Linked DNA regions of Capra hircus: region 1 is linked to region 2. Evidence: chromatin contacts called from public Hi-C data. All regions are on one chromosome and are shown on one strand. The core of a region is the stretch at or near the end of the contact, and the rest is flanking DNA. Distances in the headings are between cores, read along the strand shown.

What was found. A called contact is a pair of places that touch in the nucleus more often than the background predicts.
Region 1: a Hi-C map of liver shows a contact between it and region 2, with 5 times the contacts expected there. The contact joins the enhancer-like site here to the promoter of LOC102190217 in region 2. A contact is called at or near these places in 3 of 5 Hi-C or Micro-C datasets (blood and liver).

What each region holds. Positions count from the first base shown.
Region 1 is chr18:64,471,622-64,477,873 of ARS1.2, reverse strand. No RefSeq gene overlaps it. Among named protein-coding and RNA genes, the nearest start is that of TRNAC-GCA, 63 kb to the left of the region's middle. Within about 2 kb of position 1,288, at least 1 of the 5 cell types and tissues checked has an H3K27ac peak or open chromatin away from gene starts, as enhancers often do.
Region 2 is chr18:64,389,929-64,395,475 of ARS1.2, reverse strand. LOC102190217 (putative killer cell immunoglobulin-like receptor like protein KIR3DP1) reads left to right here and starts at 2,402. Exons shown (of 8, transcript XM_018063119.1): 1 at 2,402-2,469; 2 at 2,610-2,645; 3 at 3,800-4,072; 4 at 4,960-5,259. The coding sequence starts at 2,436.

The DNA of each region.
Region 1 (6,252 bases), core at 39-2,538, 84 kb before region 2:
GTGCTCAGTAGCGTCATGTGGCCAGGCGCCATGGTGCTGGACAGAGCAGATGTTTAAAACGTCCCATCACCACAGAGAATTCTACTGGACATTCCACTCCAGATCACTGAGGGTTGCAGAGGGAATACGTGCCCCAGGGAGGCTTTGCACGTGTTGTGTTCATCCATCTATATTTGCATGTTTTGTCTTTTTTGCTTCTTTTAACCAAAGCCAAGGATTTGAGATCATGTGCCTTTTAAGTTATGAACTGGTGGCACAATGTGGCTTGGCTCAACCAAGCGGAGGGCTGAACAGGATAACACCATGAAGACCCCGGTGTGAAGTGAGGTGGCAAATGGGGTGAAAATCAAGCTCCTCAGAGACTTATGCTCATTGACTCTCTGTGTGATGTCTCTCCTGGCTTAGAACTAAATCGCCCAAGACCTCTTTTACCAAGAAATGTCACGATCACTTAAACTGAAGACATTCTGGGGCTCACATGTTGCTACTGTCACTGTTTCCATTTTTCTCCTAATATCCTTTTTTTCTTTTTTGGCCTCTGGGTGCAGGGACCAGATGTCATGATCTTCATTTTTCTGAATGTTCACAGTGTAGACATGAACCCAAGTTACTCTCATGTATCTTCTTTTAAAAAAAATATTTGAATGTTAGCATTTGATGCCCGCATTCAGCAGAATCTGAATTCTTCAAGCACCTACAGAAGATGGGTTTACTGGGTCATGGGTGTATTTCTGCTGTGTGGCACCAATGTCTAGTACAGAGTAGGTGCTCTGCAATAATTTATGAACTGACTGAAGACGAGAAGTAAATTCCATTTCTGGAGTGGACTGAGAAAATAAAGTTCTGAGTCCTATTCAGAGCCAGACTATCCAGGGCCGCTTCAGGACAAGAAACTGGGTCCTACCCTCTAGAGCAGGCGATGAGACTGGGCAGAAAGAGAAAGAGCTGAGACCTCAGGTCTGGGCTGAGATGCCTCCTGAGCCCTGCCTGGAGACATCAGCGCCGGGTCCATGGAGGGGCCTCCCCCTGTTGTGAGTCCATGGCTGTGGGAACCCCGAGGGGCAGCGCAGCCCCCCAGGGACCACATTCTGTTTGTCCCCTTAGGGCCCCATGGTCTCCTCATCTGTACAGGGTGGGGGTGGGGGCGGCTGGGCACTCAGAGCTGCAGACATGCCTTCCATCCTCTCTGAGCTTCTCCTCCTTGGCCAGATGTGCAGGGCAGGGAGTGGACTGCAGGAGGGCACAGGACGCCCACCCTGCCCCCAGTTCATGGGAACCTCAGGGCTGAGACAGCTTGAGGGGCCAGGGATCCTGATGGGGAGAGAATCAACCCAAGCTTTTGGTGGCAAATATTTCACTTGCAGGGCTGAGACTGGGCCAGAGGCCCCCGAACCCTGCAGGTGGGTTCTCCCAGGTCTCCTGGGACCCATATCTCACTTGAGTCCCAGGGATTTGGTGGGGGGCAAGGTCAGGACACTGGAATTCTAGAGTGATGCTGGTGAAACCTGGAAGGGCTCCTGAGCTGAGCTGGGAAGTGAGGGGTGAGGAAGTCCTGGGACTCAGCCTCTGACTTCCTTTCAGGGACCTTCCACAAACTCACCATCTGAGACTCTGGGGCAGCTCAGGGTGCCCATGTGAATACACCATATGCAGAGTTGGAATGTGAGAGTGAGTACAGAGACCATCAGGGAGTATGCTGCAGATGGCCTGCACTCTTTGGAGAAGGAAATGGCAATGCATTCCAGTATTCTTTCCTGGAAAATCCCGCAGACATTGGAGCCTGCCAGCCTACAGTCCATAGGGTTGCCAAGAGTCAGACATAACTGAGTGACTTCATTTTCTTTTAAAATTTATTTATTTTACTGGTTCTATTTTTAATTTCATCATATGCATATTTTATTGAAGTGTAGTTGACTTACAATGTTTCAGGTGCACAGCAAGGTGATTTTCAGTTATACAAATACGCATACATTATTTTTCAGATTATTTTCTATTTTAGGTTATTACAAGATATTGACTATCGCTCCCCATGCTATACAGTAAATCTTTGTTGCTTGTTGCATATCTTTTTATCTTTAATGAGAAATCTAGCATTGTATTCATACTTCTATTTATAAATTTATGGTATATTCCACATCAGTGTTATGCTGCACTGAGAGTGAAAGCATGATGCCCAAATCCCACCATGTCCATGATAAAATTAAATGGAAAACAATGGCAATGTTAATTGTGGGAGGAAATATTGAATCGCATTATGTTACTGGTGGGCTTTCCTGGTGACTCAGATGATAAAGAATCTTCCTGCAACGCAGGAGACCTGAGTTGATCTCTTGGTTGGGAAGATCTCCTGGAGAAGGAAATGGCAACCCACCCCAGCATTCTTGCCTGGAGAACCCCCAGGGACAGAGGAGCCTGGCGGGTCGCAACCCATGGGATCACAAAGAGTCAGACATGACTGAGGGACTAAACTATATCCAAGGCTCTGAACTTGAAAGGTATAGTACGTTCCCATTTGTAGAGAGATAAAAAGTGGCAGAAGAGACAGAACCTTTTGTCTTGTCAGGGGCTTAAAGGGACATTATGACCAACCCTGCATGGACAGCTTCAAGAACAAAGGATTCCACATTAAAAGATTTCCACAGTGGAGGGGATGTAAGTATAGCTGTGGCTGATACATGCTGATGTATGGCAGAAGCCATCACAGTATTGTAATTGTCCTTTAATTAAAAATGAATAACTTTAGGGGAAAAAAAGCTTGCAACAGGACTTCCCTGGTGGTCCAGTCAGGAATCTGCCTGCCTATGTGGGGGACATGGGCCCTATCCTTGGACCAGGTAGATTCCACATGTCTCGGGGTAGTTAAGCCCGTGGGCCACAAGCCCATGTGCCTAGAGCGGGTGATCAAAAAAGAGAAGCCACAGCGATGAGAGACCCTGAACCACAGCAAAGAGCAGCCCCCTTCCCACAGCTAGAGAAAGCCTGTGCACAGTGACGAAAAGCAAGCACAGACATTAATTAGTTACTTAAAACACTGCAAGAACCAGCCACACCTCCTCCTCTTTAAGTGTGTGTGTGTGTGTGTGTGTGTGTGTGTGTGTGTGAGTTCACACGTGGGTGTTTAATCTGTATTTTTCTCTCTTCTTGGAATTTTCTTCCCCATGGGCTAGGGTTATTTTGCACTCTAAACACTGTTGGACCATCCCTCTCACTCCCCAAAAAGCCCCTCTAACTCAGGTAAGATGATTCTTTGGGGCACAAGTTTGCTGTCTCGTTGGTCTTCTGGCTTTCCAAATAAAGTCACTATTCCTTTCCTGAAGGCCTCATCACTCTGTCCCTTGACAAACAATGTGAGGTTGGACTCAGAGCACATACATGAGACTTTAGCAGAGGTGTTGTTCATTCTAAACAAAATCCATAGACGTCATTCTCTCAATTGATATCTGTGGCTTAATAGAAGATACCCAGATGGCGAACAGGCATATGAAAAGATGCTCAGCATTGCTAATTAGTAGAGAAAGGCAAATCAACACTGCAAGGACATACCACCTCATACAGATCAGAATGGGCATCATTAGACACTTGATGAGTAACAGATGCTGGAGAGGGTGTGGAGAAGAGGGAAACCCTCTACACTGTTGGGGGAGTGTAAGCTGGTGCAGCCACTGTGGAAAACAGTACGACAGTTCCTCAAAATAAGTAAAAATAGAGTTTTCATAAGATCCAACCATTCCAGTCCTGAGCATATATCTGGAAAAAAAACTAAACCTTGAGAAGATTCATGCACCCCTTGTTCACAGCAGCAAAACTTACAATAGCCAAGACATGGGAGCAGCCTAATTGCCCATCGAGAGATGAATGGATAAAGAAGATGTATATGCTTATACACACAGAGAATGCACTTTCTAACACCGCACACAAAAATAAGCTCAAAATGGATTAAAGATCTAAATGTAAGATCAGAAACTATAAAATTCCTAGAGGAGAGCATAGGCAAAACACTCTCAGACATAAATCACAGCAGGATCCTCTATGATCCACCTCCCAGAATACTGGAAATAAAAGCAAAAATAAACAAATGGGATCTAATTAAAATTAAAAGCTTCTGCACAACAAAGGAAAATATAAGCAAGGTGAAAAGACAGCCTTCTGAATGGGAGAAAATAATAGCAAATGAAGCAACTGACAAACTACTAATCTCAAAAATATACAAGCAACTTGTGCAGCTCAATTCCAGAAAAATAAACGACCCAATCAAAAAATGGGCCAAAGAACTAAATAGACATTTCTCCAAAGAAGACATACGGATGGCCAACAAACACATGAAAAGATGCTCAACATCACTCATTATTAGAGAAATGCAAATCAAACCCACAATGAGGTACCACTTCACACCAGTCAGAATGGCTGCGATCCAAAAATCTGCAAGCAATAAATGCTGGAGAGGGTGTGGAGAAAAGGGAACCCTCCTGCACTATTGGTGGGAATGCAAACTAGTACAGCCACTATGGAGAACAGTATGGAGATTCCTTTAAAAATTGCAAATAGAACTACCTTATGACCCAGCAATCCCACTTCTGGGCATACACACCGAGGAAACCAGAATTGAAAGAGACACATGTACCCCAATGTTCATCGCAGCACTGTTTATAATAGCCAGGACATGGAAACAACCTAGATGTCCATCAGCAGATGAATGGATAAGAAAGCTGTGGTACATATACACAATGGAGTATTACTCATCCATTAAAAAGAATTCATTTGAATCAGTTCTGATGAGATGGATGAAACTGGAGCCTATTATACAGAGTGAAGTAAGCCAGAAAGAAAAACACCAATACAGTATACTAACACGTATATATGGAATTTAGGAAGATGGCAATGACGACCCTGTATGCAAGACAGCAAAAAAGACACAGATGTGTATAACGGACTTTTGGACTCAGAGGGAGAGGGAGAGGGAGAGGGTGGGATGATTTGGGAGAATGGCATTCTAACATGTATACTATCATGTAAGAATTGAATCGCCAGTCTATGTCTGACGCAGGGTGCAGCATGCTTGGGGCTGGTGCATGGGGATGACCCAGAGAGATGTTGTGGGGAGGGAGGTGGGAGGGGGGTTCATGTTTGGGAACGCATGTAAGAATTAAAGATTTTAAAATTTAAAAAATTAAAAAAAATAAAAAAAAATAAAGAATGAAATCATGCCATTTGCAGCAGCATGGATGAACCTGGAGATTAACATATTAATGGAAGGAGACAGAAAGAGAAAGACAATTTTCCTGTGATATCACCCGTATGTGGAATCTAAAAGGAACATATCAATGAAACAGGAACAGACTGATAGACATAGAGAACAGGCTTGTGGTTGCCAAGGAGGGAAGGACTGGGAGCTTGGGATTAGCAGACAAAATCTATTTATACATAGAATGGATAAAGAATGGGGTCCTACAGTATGGCACAGGGAAACTTATTCAGTATCTTGGCATAAATCATAATGGAAAAGAATAGACATGTTGAGCTGAATCAATTTGCTGTACAGCAGAAATGAACTATACTTCAATATATATTTTTTAATTTTTAAAAATCTGTATGCGAGACAGCAAAAGAGATGTGTAGAATAGTTTTTGGACTCTGTGGGAGAGGGCGAGGGTGGGATAATTTGGGGAAATGCCACTGAAACATGTATAATATCATATATGATACGAATCACCAGTCGAGGTTCGATGCTTCGATGCATGATACTGGATGCTTGGGGCTGGTGCACTGGGACGACCCAGGGGGATGGTACAGGGAGGGAGGAGGGATGGGGGTTCAGGATGGGGAACACGTGTATACCTGTGGCGGATTCATGTTGATGTATGGCAAAACCAATACAATATTGTAAAGTAATTAACCTCCAATTAAAATAAATAAAGTTATATTTAAAAAAATGTGTGGTTTAAAGATCTGCAATGAAACACTACATGGCAGTAAAAATGCACAAACTGAAATGACAAGAATACAGATCAATTCCAAACATGATATTAAGTAAATAAAAGGAGATTTTAAGAAGGGTGACTGTACTGTTACTCCATTACATACATCATGATCAAGAGGAGACCTGATTTATTGCTTAGGGAGCATCATTAATGTTAACAACCCCCACCCCCAGCACAATGGTGTGGAATCAGTGCCCTTACTGAGGTTCTTTCCTGTCTATGAACAACAGCTGAACTGGGTGTATGTCTGCCCTTGGCCTCCTGAAACAGCTGG
Region 2 (5,547 bases), core at 1,153-3,652:
TGGAAAACAGTACGACAGTTCCTCAAAATTGTAAAAACAGAGTTTCCATATGATCCAACAATTCCAGTCCTGAGCATACATCTGGTAAAAAACTATACCTTGAAAAGATTGATGCACCCCTATGTTCATAACAGCAAAACTTACAATAGCCAAGACATGGGAACAGCCTAATTGTCCATCGAGAGATGAATAAAGAAAGAAGATGTATATGATTATACACACAGAGAATGGAATGCCACTCAGACATTTAAAAAATGAAATCATTCCATTTGCAGCAGCATGCATGAACCTGGAGATGAACATATTAAGTGAAGTAGGCAGAAAGGGAAAGACAATTTTCCTGTGATATCATGCGTATGTGGAATCTAAAAGGAACATATCAATGAAACAGGAACAGACTTACACACATAGAGAACAGGGTTGTGGTTGCCAGGGAGGGAAGGACTGGGAGCTTGGGATGAGCAGATGAAATCTCTTTATACATAGAATGGATAAAGAATGAGGTCCTACAGTATGGCACAGGGAAATTTATTCAGTATCTTGGCATAAATCAGGATGGAAAAGAATATACATGTCAAGCTGAATTAATTTGCTGTATGGCAGAAATGAACTATACTTCAATACATTTTTTTAATTTTTAAAATCTGTATGCAAGAGAGCAAAAGAGATATGTAGAACAGGCTTTTGGACTCTGTGGGAGATGGAGAGGGTGGGATGATTTGGGAGAATGCTGTTGAAACATGTATAATATCATACATGAAACGAATCACCAGTCCAGGTTCGATGCATGATACTGGATGCTTGGGGCTGGTCCACTGGGACAACCCAGAGGGATGGTGCGGGGAGGGAGGAGGGATGTGTGTTCAGGATGGGGAACACGTGTATACCTGTGGCGGATTCATTTTGAAATATGGCAAAACCAATACAATATTGTAAAGTAATTAACCTCCAATTAAAATAAATAAATTTATATTTAAAAAATTTGTGGTTTAAATATCTGCAATAAAACATTACATGGCAGTAAAAATGCACAAACTGAAATGACAAAGAATACAGATCAATTCTGAGACCTGATATTAAGGAAATAAAAGGACATTTTAAGAAGGGTGACTGTACTGTTACTCCTTTGCATACATATTGATCAAGAGGAGACCTGATTTATTACTTAGGGAGCATCACTAATGTTAACAACCCCCACCCCCAGCACAATGGTGTGGAATCGCTGCCCTTAGTGAGGTTCTTTCCTGTCTGTCAACAACAGCTGAACTGGGTGTATGTCTGCCCTTGGCGTCCTGAAACAGCTGGGCCATTTTGTCCCAGTTTAGAGTTGATTGTTGTGGACACGCCCCTCACTCAAGCATTCTGGAGCTTGGAAGTCTCTATTTGACGTATTTTGTGTTCATCTGAGTATCTAGGAAGCAGTGTGGTCCACCTTTACAGGCAGAACAAATCCCCCTCCCAAAAAACACAACCGTCATCTTTACACACGTTATCTTTGTGTACACGGGTGGTCCTTGGGTTGGAAAGGGAGGAAGAGAGAGAGACAGAGAGAGTGTCTGTGTGCAAAGTCTGCAGTCACAGTCACGAAATAATTTCAGGTGAAGAAGAGTCAGAGAAACACAAATATCACATGATATCGCTTACTTGTGATGTCTGAAAAAATGAACTTATTACAAAACAGACTCACAGAGAATGAACTTATCGTTACCAGAGGGGATAGTCTCAGGGTGAGGTTAGATTTGAAGTTTGGGATTGACAAATACGGCTATATTTTCGTGGATGACCAAGAAGGACTTCCTGTATAAAAGAGAGAATTCTACTTAACATTCTGTAACTACCTAAGTGGGAAACGAATTTGAGAAGCAGTAGATGTATGCATATGTATAACTGAATCACTTTGCTCTACACCTGAAACTAACACAGTTAGTTTCTTAATCACATATATTACAGTGCAGAATACTGTAATATTTTCAAAGAGCCATAATACACATGTCTGGTCTTCTCATAAAATGCAGAATCAAAGTCTCTATTAATGAGTCTTTAATTGCCAACATGCACTGAGCCTGAATTATGATGTGAGTACATGTGATTTCTCTTCTGCAAAGAGTTAAGTTTAATGAGATTTATCATGAGCTTGGGAAAAGCATCCTGCATGCTATACACAGAATCACCGTTACTACTTCCTAAAGGCAGCAAGATCTGTTCGAATCTCTTAGGTTTACAGTGTTTAGGGAAACAAATGTGAAGATCGGGCCATGAGGTGTGCTCAGTGATGCGTCTCAGGTCAGACTTTCATCCCTGACGTGAGAAGAGGCTGGCCATCTTCCCATGTGACATGAACCAGGCTGACTGTACCAACAGCACTGACCGCTTCCGCATCCTGTCACTCAGTCAGCTTTGCTCAGTTCTGCCTCCCGTCTCACAGAAGCAGAGCCATGTGCCCCACACTCCTCAGCCTCCTGAGTCTCGGTGAGTTCGGAAAGACAGAGTCAGAAAGGCTTATGGTGGAAATCGGGGGGTCCTCGCACCACAGACCAGATTCCTGGTGTGGGTGCAAGGAGCGTGGGGTCCATCAGAACAAGCCATCTCTGACGGAGTTTTCCTCCTAGGATTCTGTGTGAGTCTGAGGATCTGGGCAGCTGTGGGTGAGTCCTCCGCATCCCTTATTTCTCTGTTGAGCAGAGCAGTTCCTGCTGATGCAGATGACACTGGGGGCAGGGAGAGCCCCCTGTCAGTACAGTGAGAACCGTGTGCCCTGTGGATCCCAGGTCCCCCTTTGGCCTTGTTATTCATCTTTACTCTCCCCAGAGGTTAGCCCAGCTCTGGACTCTGGACCTGAAGGCACAGTATGAAGTCTGGGAGCTGGGAGCTGGGCCCACTGAGTGCCATTTCAATCATGAGAGGGGAGCAAGATGCTGCACCCCACAGACCCCCACTCCCACAACAAGGTGGCTCATGGCATCTCCATCCAGCCTTAACAACAGGATCTGCAGGAGCACCCACTAGAGCTGACCCCAGGGAAGGGTCTGACCATCAGGCAGGGCCACCTGGACTTTGTCACAGATCTGATGTAGGTTAGCTAACAAAAGAGAGAGGGTCAAGGTTTGCTTCCTTCTTTTCAGGCAAGTGGCTTTCTCACTGCTTAGTTGTGTTAGTGTTAGTCGCTCTGTCGAGTCCAACCTCCGCGACCCCATGGACTGTAGCTCACCAGGCTCCTCTATGCGTGGGATTCTCCAGGCAGGAATGCAGGAGTGGGTTGCCATTTCCTTGACCAGGGGATCTCGCCAACTCAGAGACTGAACCCTGCTCTCCTGCATTGCAGGAAGATTCTTTACCATTTGAGCTACAACAAAGGCAACACGGAAGTCCTTTCCCTTCTTGTCCAGGCATCAACTTTTTGGTGATGTTTTCTTTTGCCTGCATTGTGCAGCTTGCAGGATCGGTAGTTCCCTGATCAGGGATTCAACTCGGGCCCTCGGCAGAGAAAGTGCTGAGTCCTAACCACTGGACCGCCAGGGAATCCCCAGTGTTTTGTGTTTTGAGAGAAAGTTTCTCAACATTTTGTCAACCCAAGGAGAAGAATCAGTTCCACGAATCGTATTCTTAGAACCTCATGATGTCCGTCCTGCATTGACTGTGTCTCTGTCTGTCCCCAGGCCCCAGGTGGCCCTGAGCATCAGGGTGATGCACTTTAGGGGAGGAGAGTTGGAAGAATTAAAGGGGAAGTGCCCACGAGGGTAGTGGGAAGAGGTGATTATTCCTGTTTTTCTCTCAAAGCCTGTGTCTCCTTCTGTCCTAGGTGAATATGAGAAGCCCTCTTTGTCAGCCTGGCCAAGCCCCGTGGTTCCATTAGGACAGACCGTGACTCTTTCGTGTCACTCCAGTCGTCCATTTGTGATATTCAGACTGTTCAAAAGAGATGAGACAAGTTTGCCCAAGCTCCAGGGACATTCCAAGAACTTCACCCTTGGCCCGGTGACCAGAAAACATGCTGGGTCCTACACATGTTCTGCCAGCAGGTCTCGCTTTGTGTGGTCTGATGTCAGTGACCCCCTGACGATTGTGGTCACAGGTAGGAGGGGTCAAGTTCAGTTCGGCATGCCCGTGCCTGCAGGCAATCCTACTATAGGTCCACGTGACCGCGCATCCAAAGACATCCTCAGGATTCCCAGCCAGAACCAAACCAAGGAAAGAGAACCAAGTCTGAGAGTTTAAACTCAGGGTGTTGAATAGAGGGATGCACTCCCCTGGCTCAGGAAGGAGGAGCCTCCCTAGGCATTAATTAGACAGGATGCTGCCACTGCTTGTCAACTGGGAGGCCAAGGGGGGACCCTGATCCAGCACCTGCCAGCCAGTAGGGAGCTGTCAGTTCAGGAATGTCTCCAGAGACATGAAGTGGGGGTCACAGGTGGGGAAGTGTTCACTTTTTTCTCCACCTCCTCCCCAGTCTCCTGCCAATCATCACCCATATTCTCGGAGACGAGTGTGAAGGGACCCAGTGTATGTATTATACCTGGTATGTATTCTACCAGAGAACGAGACCCACCCCAGCCCCCCACCACACATAACAGGGATGGGATGAAGTTAGGAGCACTGCAACCTACTCCAGGATTCTCAGCTGGAGTATCCCATGGACAGAGGAGCATGGCGTCCCAGAGTCCATGGGGCCCCACAGAGTCAGACACAATGAAGGGACTGAGTACGCATGAATGAGTCTGAGAGCAGAGCCAGCAGCTAAAGAGCTTAGAATAAACACAGAGGAGGCTGGAGGTCTTGAGGAATGAGAAACAGAAAAGCATGAGCCAGGGCCCGAGCACAAGGCTGAAGAAAATGCGAAAGAACAGACAGGAAGGGCAGTTGGCTTTGCTGCTTCATGGGGAGGTTTTTCACACCTTCAGATGTCAGGGGAAGCGCCGAGGTGAGGTGACTCACTGAAGCTCACACCCTCTTTGCTCCTAGGTGTGTTCCCAAAACCCTCCATCTCAGCCCACCCAGGCCCCCTCGTGCATGAGGGAGAGAATGTGACCTTCCGCTGTAACTCATCGACGCTGCTTGACAAATTTATCCTGCACAAAACAAGCAGCACAGGGCATTTCCAGAGATGTGGAGAGACGCTCACTGGTGGGCAGGCCCCAGCTGACTTCGTCATTGGCTCCATGACTTTGGCGAGTGTGGGCAGCTACAGATGCTATGGCTCTCTCAGCCACTCCCCCTATGAGTGGTCAGCGCCCAGTGACCCCGTGGACATCATCATCACAGGTGAGTGTGACTAGATCAGTCCCTTCTGCTCTCTGTGTCACAGGTCTGGTGTCCAGTCCAGCATCAGTACCAGGAGAGAATGACAGGCGTGCAGAGACACTCACAAAGTCGGGAGAGGGAACAAAGCAGAGAGAGGAGGTGTGAACATGGAAGGGAGAAGAGAACAGAGTCCCTGCCGTGTGCTAAGGGGAAGACACAGCTGGTGACAGAGGGAAGCAGCAAGAACGTGAAAGATCGACCAATGGAGAAAAATGTACCAGAGCAGGGACACGGGAAATTGCCCGCTCA